3 separate regions of the Mus musculus genome follow, and regions 2 and 3 are each linked to region 1. The links are chromatin contacts, called in public promoter capture Hi-C maps. All regions are on one chromosome and are shown on one strand. The core of a region is the stretch at or near the end of the contact, and the rest is flanking DNA. Distances in the headings are between cores, read along the strand shown.

Region 1 (3,144 bases), core at 187-2,686:
TCTTGCTCTCAAGCTTTCTGAGTGTGGGGTTGCCTGTTCCCCCACATCTACCTTGGACTCCTTCCTAGGCTTTTATGTGGATGTCTCATTTTGAGGTGCATTCCCATGTGAGCCATCTCTACCGTCCAGTTACCAGGTCCTTCTAAAGGCAAGGACCCCAAAGAGAGATGAAGTGACTTTCACAACATTAGGTACTGCTAAGAAGTGGTTTGTCACAGTATAAACGCCAGTGTTTCTAGAGTGTTTGAAATAATGGAGCACTGGAAAGTATGTGGAAATGCACATGGACCTCGTCTTTGCCTGGAGGATGTGAGTCACGTGGGCCACTTGGACCTAAGATTTTCAATTCCTTTACAACGTTAAATAATTTTTTTTTCCAGAGCCCAAATTTCACATTTTTTAAGTTTGAGGAATTTTTTTTTCCCGATCTGAGAACACCGAGTCTGTTTCTTTTCTTATTGTCCAGACCTGATGGTAATTATGTTACACCTCAGCTCTGTGTTTACAACGCACTGCCTCTTCCAGTTTGGCCGACAGTTCCTCTCCCTCCACCATCCAATAATGATGATTTTGGATTTTGTTTAGAGAAATGGGTCCAGGGTTCTTTGGTGAGCAATCTCTTTGATTGCAGTAAGTTCAGATACTTAGTTTACTACAGGTCAGTTTACACCTATGTTCTTTACGGAAAGTTTTACTGATCCTAAACCATATTTTCAAAAAAACAAAACCAAACCAAAACAACAACAACAAAAACCAGCAACTGAATAAAAGTTCTAGTGAAATCGGTATCTTTCCACCATTTGTTTAAAACAACCATCTTCATTTCTAATTTAAAGCCCCCCAATGAACCAGATCATGTCCAATTATAAATGCGGTCTCAAATGCGTCTCAAGATTTCCCAGTCCTCCGCTGCCACTCTAGCCCCCCCATCATCCTAATCTTTTCCCGTATCCTCTGAAATTCTTCTTCATAACTCATTTGCTTTTCTGTCTACCCTGAGACTGCAAAGTTCAGGTACCGCTACCGTGCTCACAGCCGCAGCTGCATCCCCAGTGTCTAAAAATTTGCCTGAAGCTGTGACTAAATGAGGAACTATATGCGCTATCTCTTCCTTTCCCTTTAAATAAATACTCTTCAAGAGGCACTACTCCGATTACAACTCCGGGGAGAACTAGGGCATGTAGCTTCCCCATTGGTTTGCAAGACTGGCCGTTGCTCTGGGTAACCACTGTTTCCTACTAGCCTTGCCGTCGTCGCCCCGCCTCTCCTGCTTGGCCCCACCCCAGGACGTCGAGTCCCGGTACTGAGCTGCAAAAACGGCACTGGCCCTTTAAGCCGCCGGGACACTTCTGGTCACGTGGACCGCGGCCACCGGAAGGGGAAGTTTCTCTTGTGATCGCTGCCTAGCTTGTCCGAATTCGGTGGCGCCACGTCCGTCGGTCTCCGCCTCCTGCACAGCGGCTGCGCCTCCACTTTCCCTGGCCAAGCCGGCCGCGGAGCGCGGGGTGGGCACGGGAGGACGCGCGGCGCTGCGCAGCCGGTCACCTGACGGGCGACCATGTCGGACATCGGGGACTGGTTCAGGAGCATCCCGGCCATCACGCGCTACTGGTTTGCTGCCACCGTTGCTGTCCCCTTGATCGGCAAGCTCGGCATCATCAGCCCGGCCTACTTCTTCCTCTGGCCCGAAGCCTTCCTCTATCGCTTCCAGGTAGTAGCTGGCGTAGGGCGGTGGAGACTACAGCCCCCAGGTGTCCCCGCGGCTACGGAACGGGTTCGCCGGGCTGCGGGGCGCGCTGGGGCTGGTGGGATCTGTAGTGCGTCCGCCTCCAGGGGTTTAAGGCTGGGGTCCTTTGGGTCCCGGGAGGTCCTGGGGTCGAGTGTTAAGGCTTAGATAATTTAGAGTCGCGGACTGGCCTGCTAGGACGTGACTCACAATACCTGTCTGGCAAGATTGTACTTCCCGCCTTCCGCACTCTGAAGTGAGAGGTAAGTTGCCATTCTGTTGGCAAATTGGGCCCACCTACCTGAATGTCTTCCTCCCTCCTTCTATCTATGTCGTGGGTGGCGATGCCATCTTAATCAGTGGTGTCTACTTGACATAATTCTGCGTGGGTTGTTAGCGTGTTTACAGTTTCTCTCTCCTCCCTAAAGCAGTGGTGTAAAGGCAGATATTAATAAGAATTAATTTATCTGTATTTCCTACGGGCCCTATCCGATCACCTGGCATATAGCCGTTAAATGTTACCAGTGAATGAATAAACTACTCAGGAAACGGGAGATACTAATTTTCTTAAGCATTAAGGATATTAGTCAAGATTATCATTCTAAGCCAAAGAATGTTAGTTTCCTAGAGGTTATTTTTATTGATTCTGTGATATAAAAATTTAATCAGGGGACGCTCAGATTATATTAGATCTGGATTTCCACACATTCCTTAGCCTTCTCTTTCTACTTTCCACTGGATGTTATTTTCTCGTCTCCTTTGCTGATTTCTCATTTTCCTCACCCAGATGTTGGGATATGCTCTTGGAGTCCGTTATAGGATCCTCTGTAGTCCATCCCTTGGACTTAGATCTTTATCATACAAGGGGCATAAACACATGAATGGGAGACTGTCGGATATGTGAGTATCTTTATTGTAGTGGTGGAAATCACCACCTGGTGACCAGTAGACATATAATCAAATCTCCCTTTCATCTTTGCAAATAGCAACTGTGTTTGCTAGGGGGGTTTAGCAGTCATAGAGACATCCCTGAGTTCTTTTTTTGGGTTTCCTGTTTAGTGCTGGGACTCAAACCCAGAGCATAGCACGTGCTAGCTGAGTGCTCTGCCATCGAGATGCACATCTTGTATGGCCTCTTGACTTCTTTTCCCCACCCCAGAATCTGTCAGCTTAGACAGCTGATTCTGCCTCAGCTGTCTATTCGGAATCCAGGCCTTTCTCCATCGAAAGCTGTTAGCATGCCGGCTTTGCTCTTTCTGTTCTTGCTGAGCAGCCGGGGCAATCGTGTGAGAACAGAAATCATGTCCTGTCAGTCTCCTGAGACTCCTCCCATATCTGTGAACTGGGATGGGTAAAGTCCGTGCCAGGGCTTGCTGTTGCAGTACCTAAGTTGACCCCAGGACCTTTGCACATGTTAT
Region 2 (3,144 bases), core at 409-2,908, 1.8 Mb before region 1:
AGGAGAATGAAAGGAGTCAGTGGGGCTCTCAATGGCCCAGAGATGGGGTGTCCGGCTCACGAAGAGCACACTGCGAAGCAGTCCTGGGCTACGCGCTCTCCCAGACCGGCCATCCTGTATCTAGTTGTACTCCTGTTAATGTTGCAATGAAAATCGCCGGCTCAAACTAAAGCAAGTGGAAGCGAGCCTCTGGAAGTTTTCCAATACTCCGATGCTGGCCAGAAGCCTTCCCACGCTTAAGACCACCCCATCCCAACACTTCCTGGGGTGGGCTGTATGCTGGTCCCAACAGGAGTTCAAGCCCAGAAACCCCTAGGTAAAAAGAAGCCCGACTTGGTCTATACAGAACCCATGCCGCGAGCCTCGCGCAAAGAGCTTGCCAGTTGCTCCAAGTCCCGAGGAGGCACACACTGCAGGGCGTCCTTCCAGGACAGGGGGAGGAGGGGGATGAGAGCAGGGCAATGGCATGGCCCTGGAACCCATTGCAATTCCAAACTTAAATGGAACGCCACGCGCTAGCAATACAGAGCGCCAAAGAAAAGAACAGAGATAAAAGAACTGAACCCTGCACTTCCTCTAGACCGCCTAACCCTCACCAAAAAACACTCCACAGGAAAGCACTCAACCTCCAAAAACACGAAGCTGACCAAAATACCCTCCTTATCCAACTAAACGCCCTTATCTGCTCTGCCAAACCCAAGCGCTGGCGGGACTGTGATCCCGGTGGGCCGGAACCTAGGCACTTCTGTGGACGATCCAGACCCGCAACCTCCGCCCCAGGATGCTTACCTTGCAGCGCAGCTCGCGGCCGGTGTGGATGCACAGTGCCCGGGACACATGCTCGCGCTCAGCTAGGGGTAGCAGCAGGTAGTCGGCGATTCGGCTGGGCCCGGGTGAGCTCACACAGCTGCCGCCGGTCCCCTGCGTGGAGGGCGGAGGCTGAGGGCTGCAGGGCGAGCCAGGGGGACTGAGGTAGTCGGGGGGACTCGAGCACTCAGAGAGGCGCGGACACTTGGCCGCCACTGCCCCCGCGTCGTCCGTGTCCAGCAGGCGTTTGGCCGGGGTTCCCCGGGCAGCCGGAAACAGTAGACCCGGACCGCGGGGCTGCGAGGCGCCGCTCAGGGCAAAACGCACGGGACCGACCCGCATCGCGGCCCTGGCCGGAGCGGCCCCGGCTTTGTAAATCCCTGGATCTGCGCTGTGACTTCTTCCAGTCGGCGGGATGGAGTTTGCAGATAGAGCTTGGATCGGTCCCCAAGAGGAGCCGTTCCAGGACGCTGGCGTTGTCCACCAGAACCACGTTGGCCACGCGTCCAAGGGTGGGAGGCCGGCTAAGGTCTCCAGACCCCCACAGGCACCAGGTCTGGGCGCCTCGTTGGCGGTGGCCGCCGCTATTGTTGCCGAGGCTGTGGATAGTCCGGGACGTGGAGACGGCCCGAGTTCCCGGGTGTTGAGCCTCGAGGACAGGATTCCACAGGCTCCTCGGCTTCTCCGAGCAAACGCACTTCCCAAAGCAATTAGTCTGGCGTAAAAGCCGGTACAACTTTTCCGCGCCGCTCGGAATCCTGCGCGCTCCTGGGCTCCAGGCGTGTGAGCGAGCGAGACGCGCTCCAGGAGAGAGAGAGAGAGTGACCGACTATGAGTGTGTGTGCCGCACTGATCCCGGCCAGTGCACTCCTTCTCCTTTTCCTCCACCTCCTCCGCCTCCCGGTGACTCACGCTGTATACACACACACACTCACAGCCCGGGCTGTGTAAACAGTTGGGAAGCCGGGTTGTGCAATGAGGTGGCTGCGACGACTCCGGCCCCGTCGCCCGGCTTGCAGTCACCGGAGCGGAGGGAGGAGACTAGGGGGGAGGGGAGGTGGAGTTGGAGGCTGGAACTGTAAGGGGTGGCTGGAGGCCTGGGGATGCTCCTGACCGCGCGCGCCGAGGCGCAGGTGGGAACGTCCTGGGACGCCTTGGGCGCGCGCACACGCCCCCCGGGTTGGGCTGGGCAGCAGGCTGCGCGCGCCCCACCGCAGGCCCGCGGGCCCGTAGCCCAGGGAGGGGGCGGAGGCAAAGCTCCCGTGACGTCAGGTTCCCGGGGAAGTGGGCGGGAGGGGCGGGGCAGCAGGGGCGAAACGACCGCTGATTGGTGCGCGCGCATCATTCACACAACACAATGGAGCACCGAGCTCCCGGCGGCCGCGCGCGCACCTCCTGGCTGCGCACCGGCAGCTGGCTGAGACCCAGTGGTCACGCCTTTATCCTAGTGGGTCCCCCCCTCCCCGCCGTTCTGCACTTTGGGGAGCTCCCGGTGGAGCTGTGGGCGCCGTCGAGTCGCGGCTGCAGCCGGAGGAAGGGGCGAGAGGAAAGGTGATGAATTCCATTATCAGTCATTCACCCCCACGCGGTAGTTCCGGGGAAGACCTGTGCGTGGTAGTGAATGTGGCTTTTTTTTTCTTCCCCTCTTTTCCTGCCCCCTCCCAACTCTAATCCCCAGCGTCTGTTCGCTTCCACAAATAGAACCTTCTGTTGGATGAAATAAAAGCAAACACTGGGCCTTCTGCTCTGCCTCCACCTCCACGCCCCTCCCGCGCCTGCCGCCCGCCCGGATTGCACGGAAATAGCCTCTCCAAGCTCCTGGGCCGCCCCTTCGCGGTGACTCGCCGAAAGAGCTTCCTGAGCTCCGGCCGGTGGGAAACAAAGGATGTGGGGAACTGGCGGAAGGGGCCCACGTGGCTGGCGCCAGATTCCTGTCCCCTCCCGCCTGCAATGCGCGCCCGAGGGTCTAGGGCGCCAGTGCGGCCAGGAGTATTGGATACTGGGGTACGGGTCATTCTATTCACTGCCAGGGATACCATCTGCACGCGGACAAGGTCGCATGTATACTTTCATATAGTTTGAGTTGTGTGCTCTTGAAACTGGCTGACCTTGCTCCCTGGAAACAGCTTGCAGTCACATTTTGTGTTGCTGGGTTTTGTTTGGTCCCCCCCCCCCCCACTTCTTTCGCAAACCAGGTCAGTTTGGAGTCTCTGGATCCTCACTTAGCATAGATGCCTATTATCAAAATCCTTTCTTGCAATTATGCTGAATAATTAATTTTCTAAAACCAGGTCAAACCCAAGAATAAATCCTTTTCATCATTAATTCTCCAGTCAT
Region 3 (3,144 bases), core at 405-2,904, 1.0 Mb before region 1:
ACCAACACTGAGGACATCCTAAGGAGACACAGTGCCTAAGACAGAGCCTTAGGCGGAACCAGTGAATGTCCTAGAAGACAAATGAGGGCTAGGGGGATGTGGCTCAGTAGGTAAAGTACCATGCAAGCATTAGGACCGAGTTTGGAGTCCTAAAACCCACGTAAAGCTAGACATGGGAGCACACATCAGTGGTCCCAGCACCCCTCCTCAGGACGACAGGATGTGACAGATGCCCACAAGTTTACAGGCCAGCTGGCCTAGCATGCCAGCAGTGCTGTCCCAACAAGGAGGAAGGCAAGGTTGTCACACAGGTGATATCAACACGGGTTTTTTTGTTTGTTTTGTTTTAAGGGAACTGATGCGGACAAGGACTAAGAAAAGATGTCAGCTTTCAAATCTGTTAGTGCTGTCATAGTAGCTAGTTTGATTATTCCCTCCATGAATATGAGCCCTAATATCTCCAACTGTACTATAACACTGTCTGGATTCTTGAAGTCTTAACTTCTTCAGTAACACTGTTCCTTCTGAGTTTCCCCGTCACGTTCCCCGTTAATCCATGGGATTGCAGCTCAAAATCAAGGGTTAACTGTCATTTATTTGCCATCCAGAATGGACGCTGAATTGCAAATTCTGTTAAATAAATAAGAAAAACTTAGGAAAGAAGCTAGCAACTGTTCAGCATTGTACACTGCACCAGCCTGCATAACAAAGAGATGTAACCACAAACTTGTATCCTAGGATTCCAGGGTTACCCTCTGCAGGTCTTACAGGGTTACTTGATTTTCCATCTTTTTCTTGGAAGTCCTCCTTGTGGGATTAGGTTTTAGGGTAAGAGTGTAGCGGTATGGGACTTACACATCTTCGGTTGTCACTGCCCCTTGCATTTCTTTTAGGTCATGAAAGTCTACACGTTTTAACACTATATTGTTGTTTGTTTGTTTGTAAGAAGGGTATTTTTTTTTTTTTGGCCTAGCCTCAAACTCATAATGTAATGGAGAATATCTGTCTCCCCCAACATATGCCACCGTATGAGACTTAACGAGAAGACTAGTAACAATGGTTAAAGAAATAAAATGACGTAGGAGGTGGAATAGAATGAGCCTGCTTATCTGTAAAATCAGGCTAAAATAATCACTAATATCTGAGTTACTCTGCAAACTAAAGATAATGGACAAATTACTGTTAAGGTTAGGGACGACAGAGTCATAAAAACGTTAGCTTTAGATCCATGACAATGACAGTCCTAGGTACTTTTTATTTCTTCATGCAACTTTCTACGCTGGGTCCTGGTTGCGCCCCACACAATCATCTCCGCCAGATCAAGCAGAGAGGACTGCATCGGGACCCGGGTTCAAGGGCGGGCTCCCTTCACTGTGTCCCCCAAGTCCTTGATCAGCCTGGCCCACGGGGCCCCTCGGCTTCCGTCCCCGAGCCCCGGGTCCCCTCTCCCCACCTGTGGATACACCATGACTCGAGGTGGCGCAGCGCGCGCTTATACAGCCGCAGCACCTTCTGCTGGTGGGTCAGGTAGGCCGGGGGAGCGCAGAACGCCATAGCGTCCGGCTCACCTTCAGCGGCCGCCGCGGGGGCTGCCGGGAACCCGGAAGCGGGCGGTTGTGAGGCGGAACCGGAAGGACGAGCGTGCTCTGAGCCACTTCCGCTTTTCCCTGGGAGGAGCCTGCCGCGCCGTCATGAGTCTCTTCAAGTTCGTGGGTAAGGGCAGGTTTGTCTTGGTCGTGAGCCTCGCTGACAGTCCCGGGTCCCCTTTTCGCGGCATGGCCTTTCCAGGGCACGGAAGATGCCCGGAGGCCTCGCGTGCTGGCAATGACTGATCTGGTTCTTGCTGGAGGATGGTTTCCCTAGTGCATGTTCATTTATGAGCATTCCCGGGCAATGAATCATTGTGACTTGTGCTTTTTTTGTGTGTGTTTAATTCAACTGGAAAGAGAGGAATAGGTGTGGGGTGTGCTTCAGCCGTAGACTGATCGCCTAGCATGGGCTAGTCCCCGAGTCCTCCCATCTCTCAAAAAGCACCGCCCCCCAAGCCAATCACTTTTCTTCTGTCTTTCGTGAACTCTTCTACATGGCCGGCCTGACAGTCCCTCCAAGGTACCGGTTCACTCAGTCATCCCTTCATACCACAGACAACTCTGGGAGGCTTGACATTGAGTCCCGGGAATGTGGCCAAGTCCTGCTCACAGGCCATCTAGACATAAACGGGAGTCCTCAGACGGGAGGGGGTGGCAAATTGTGTCGCCTCGCAAGTTCCACGATCCATCCGACAGCTGGAGAGTGCGGCAAGGATTCAAAATGGGGGACATTGTAAGAGTCAGGGTTGGAAGGATAACTTGGAACCCTAAAGTCTCGATTACTTAAATTTCACTTCTATTGGGAGTGGCGTTCCAATGAAGGCTTTTCAGCAAATCTTTGAGTGCCAGTTGTACGGAAAGAGTCTTGCCTTCTGGGATACCGATGTGGGTAGTCTCAGTATGAACCTCGTCGTTGTGGACTTTCCCTGCTATTTAAGGGTGGGAAGTGACAGGGAGGAGGTTACCCTGATAGTCGTTTTGTAGATTTTGTGGCAGATAAGGGGACGAATGTAAGTATTTCAGGTTTTGCAAACAGGGAAAAGAATAGAAAAAGAGAAATGGGATGGTTGTGCATAGCATTTAGCACTGACTGTTCATGCCTGTTGTGGGAAGTGAAGACCCAAAGATGGCAGGTTAAGAAATACCTAGGCCATCTGGATCTAATAGATTAGGTCCATTCGTGAGTTAAAGGACATCCAAATAGAGACATCCTCCGAGCACTCAAAAGTGGAATCAGGAGAGTGGTTAAGGTTATACAGTAAAATCTGAGAGACACCTTAAGCAATATATTTTCCCAAGACACTGTATTTAAATATGGAGTTGTGAGAAATCTAGTCGTGAGTTAGTTTCCACACCAGAGACGTGAGGCCTATGGCCAGTCAAAGCAAACGTGGGGAGAATGTTAGCAGGTTTTTCAAAAACTCTGTGAGAAAGCCTGAAGTGAAGGTTAGGTGTTCTGGGTTCTTGATGTGATGTGCTAGGAAGTGGTATGTCCTGGAGAGGGCACAAGAGCCCTCACTCCTCACCTCATACTGTCTGTCCCTGTTCCTGGTTG

Evidence for each region. Promoter capture Hi-C pulls out the DNA fragments that hold promoters and counts their contacts.
Region 2: a promoter capture Hi-C map of liver shows a contact between it and region 1, with 3 times the contacts expected there. The contact joins the promoter of Trib1 here to the promoter of Derl1 in region 1. A contact is called at or near these places in 3 of 39 promoter capture datasets (liver and pre-B cells), 1 of 484 Hi-C or Micro-C datasets (B cells) and 1 of 9 other capture datasets (liver).
Region 3: a contact with region 1 is called in a promoter capture Hi-C map of liver, with 4 times the contacts expected there. The contact joins the promoter of Tatdn1 here to the promoter of Derl1 in region 1. A contact is called at or near these places in 3 of 39 promoter capture datasets (liver and pre-B cells), 2 of 484 Hi-C or Micro-C datasets (CD4 T cells and uterus) and 1 of 9 other capture datasets (liver).

Annotation. Positions count from the first base shown.
Region 1 is chr15:57,890,710-57,893,853 of GRCm38.p6, reverse strand. It overlaps Derl1 (Der1-like domain family, member 1), which reads left to right and starts at 1,436. Exons shown (of 8, transcript NM_024207.4): 1 at 1,436-1,711. The coding sequence starts at 1,559.
Region 2 is chr15:59,647,168-59,650,311 of GRCm38.p6, reverse strand. It overlaps Trib1 (tribbles pseudokinase 1), which reads right to left and starts at 1,658. Exons shown (of 3, transcript NM_144549.4): 1 at 790-1,658. The coding sequence starts at 1,149.
Region 3 is chr15:58,932,248-58,935,391 of GRCm38.p6, reverse strand. Tatdn1 (TatD DNase domain containing 1) reads left to right here and starts at 1,654. Exons shown (of 12, transcript NM_001368428.1): 1 at 1,654-1,713. The coding sequence starts at 1,692. Ndufb9 (NADH:ubiquinone oxidoreductase subunit B9) reads right to left here and starts at 1,591. Exons shown (of 4, transcript NM_023172.4): 1 at 1,454-1,591. The coding sequence starts at 1,554. It overlaps Gm36559 (a long non-coding RNA gene), which reads left to right and starts at 2,116. Exons shown (of 2, transcript XR_875364.2): 1 at 2,116-3,144.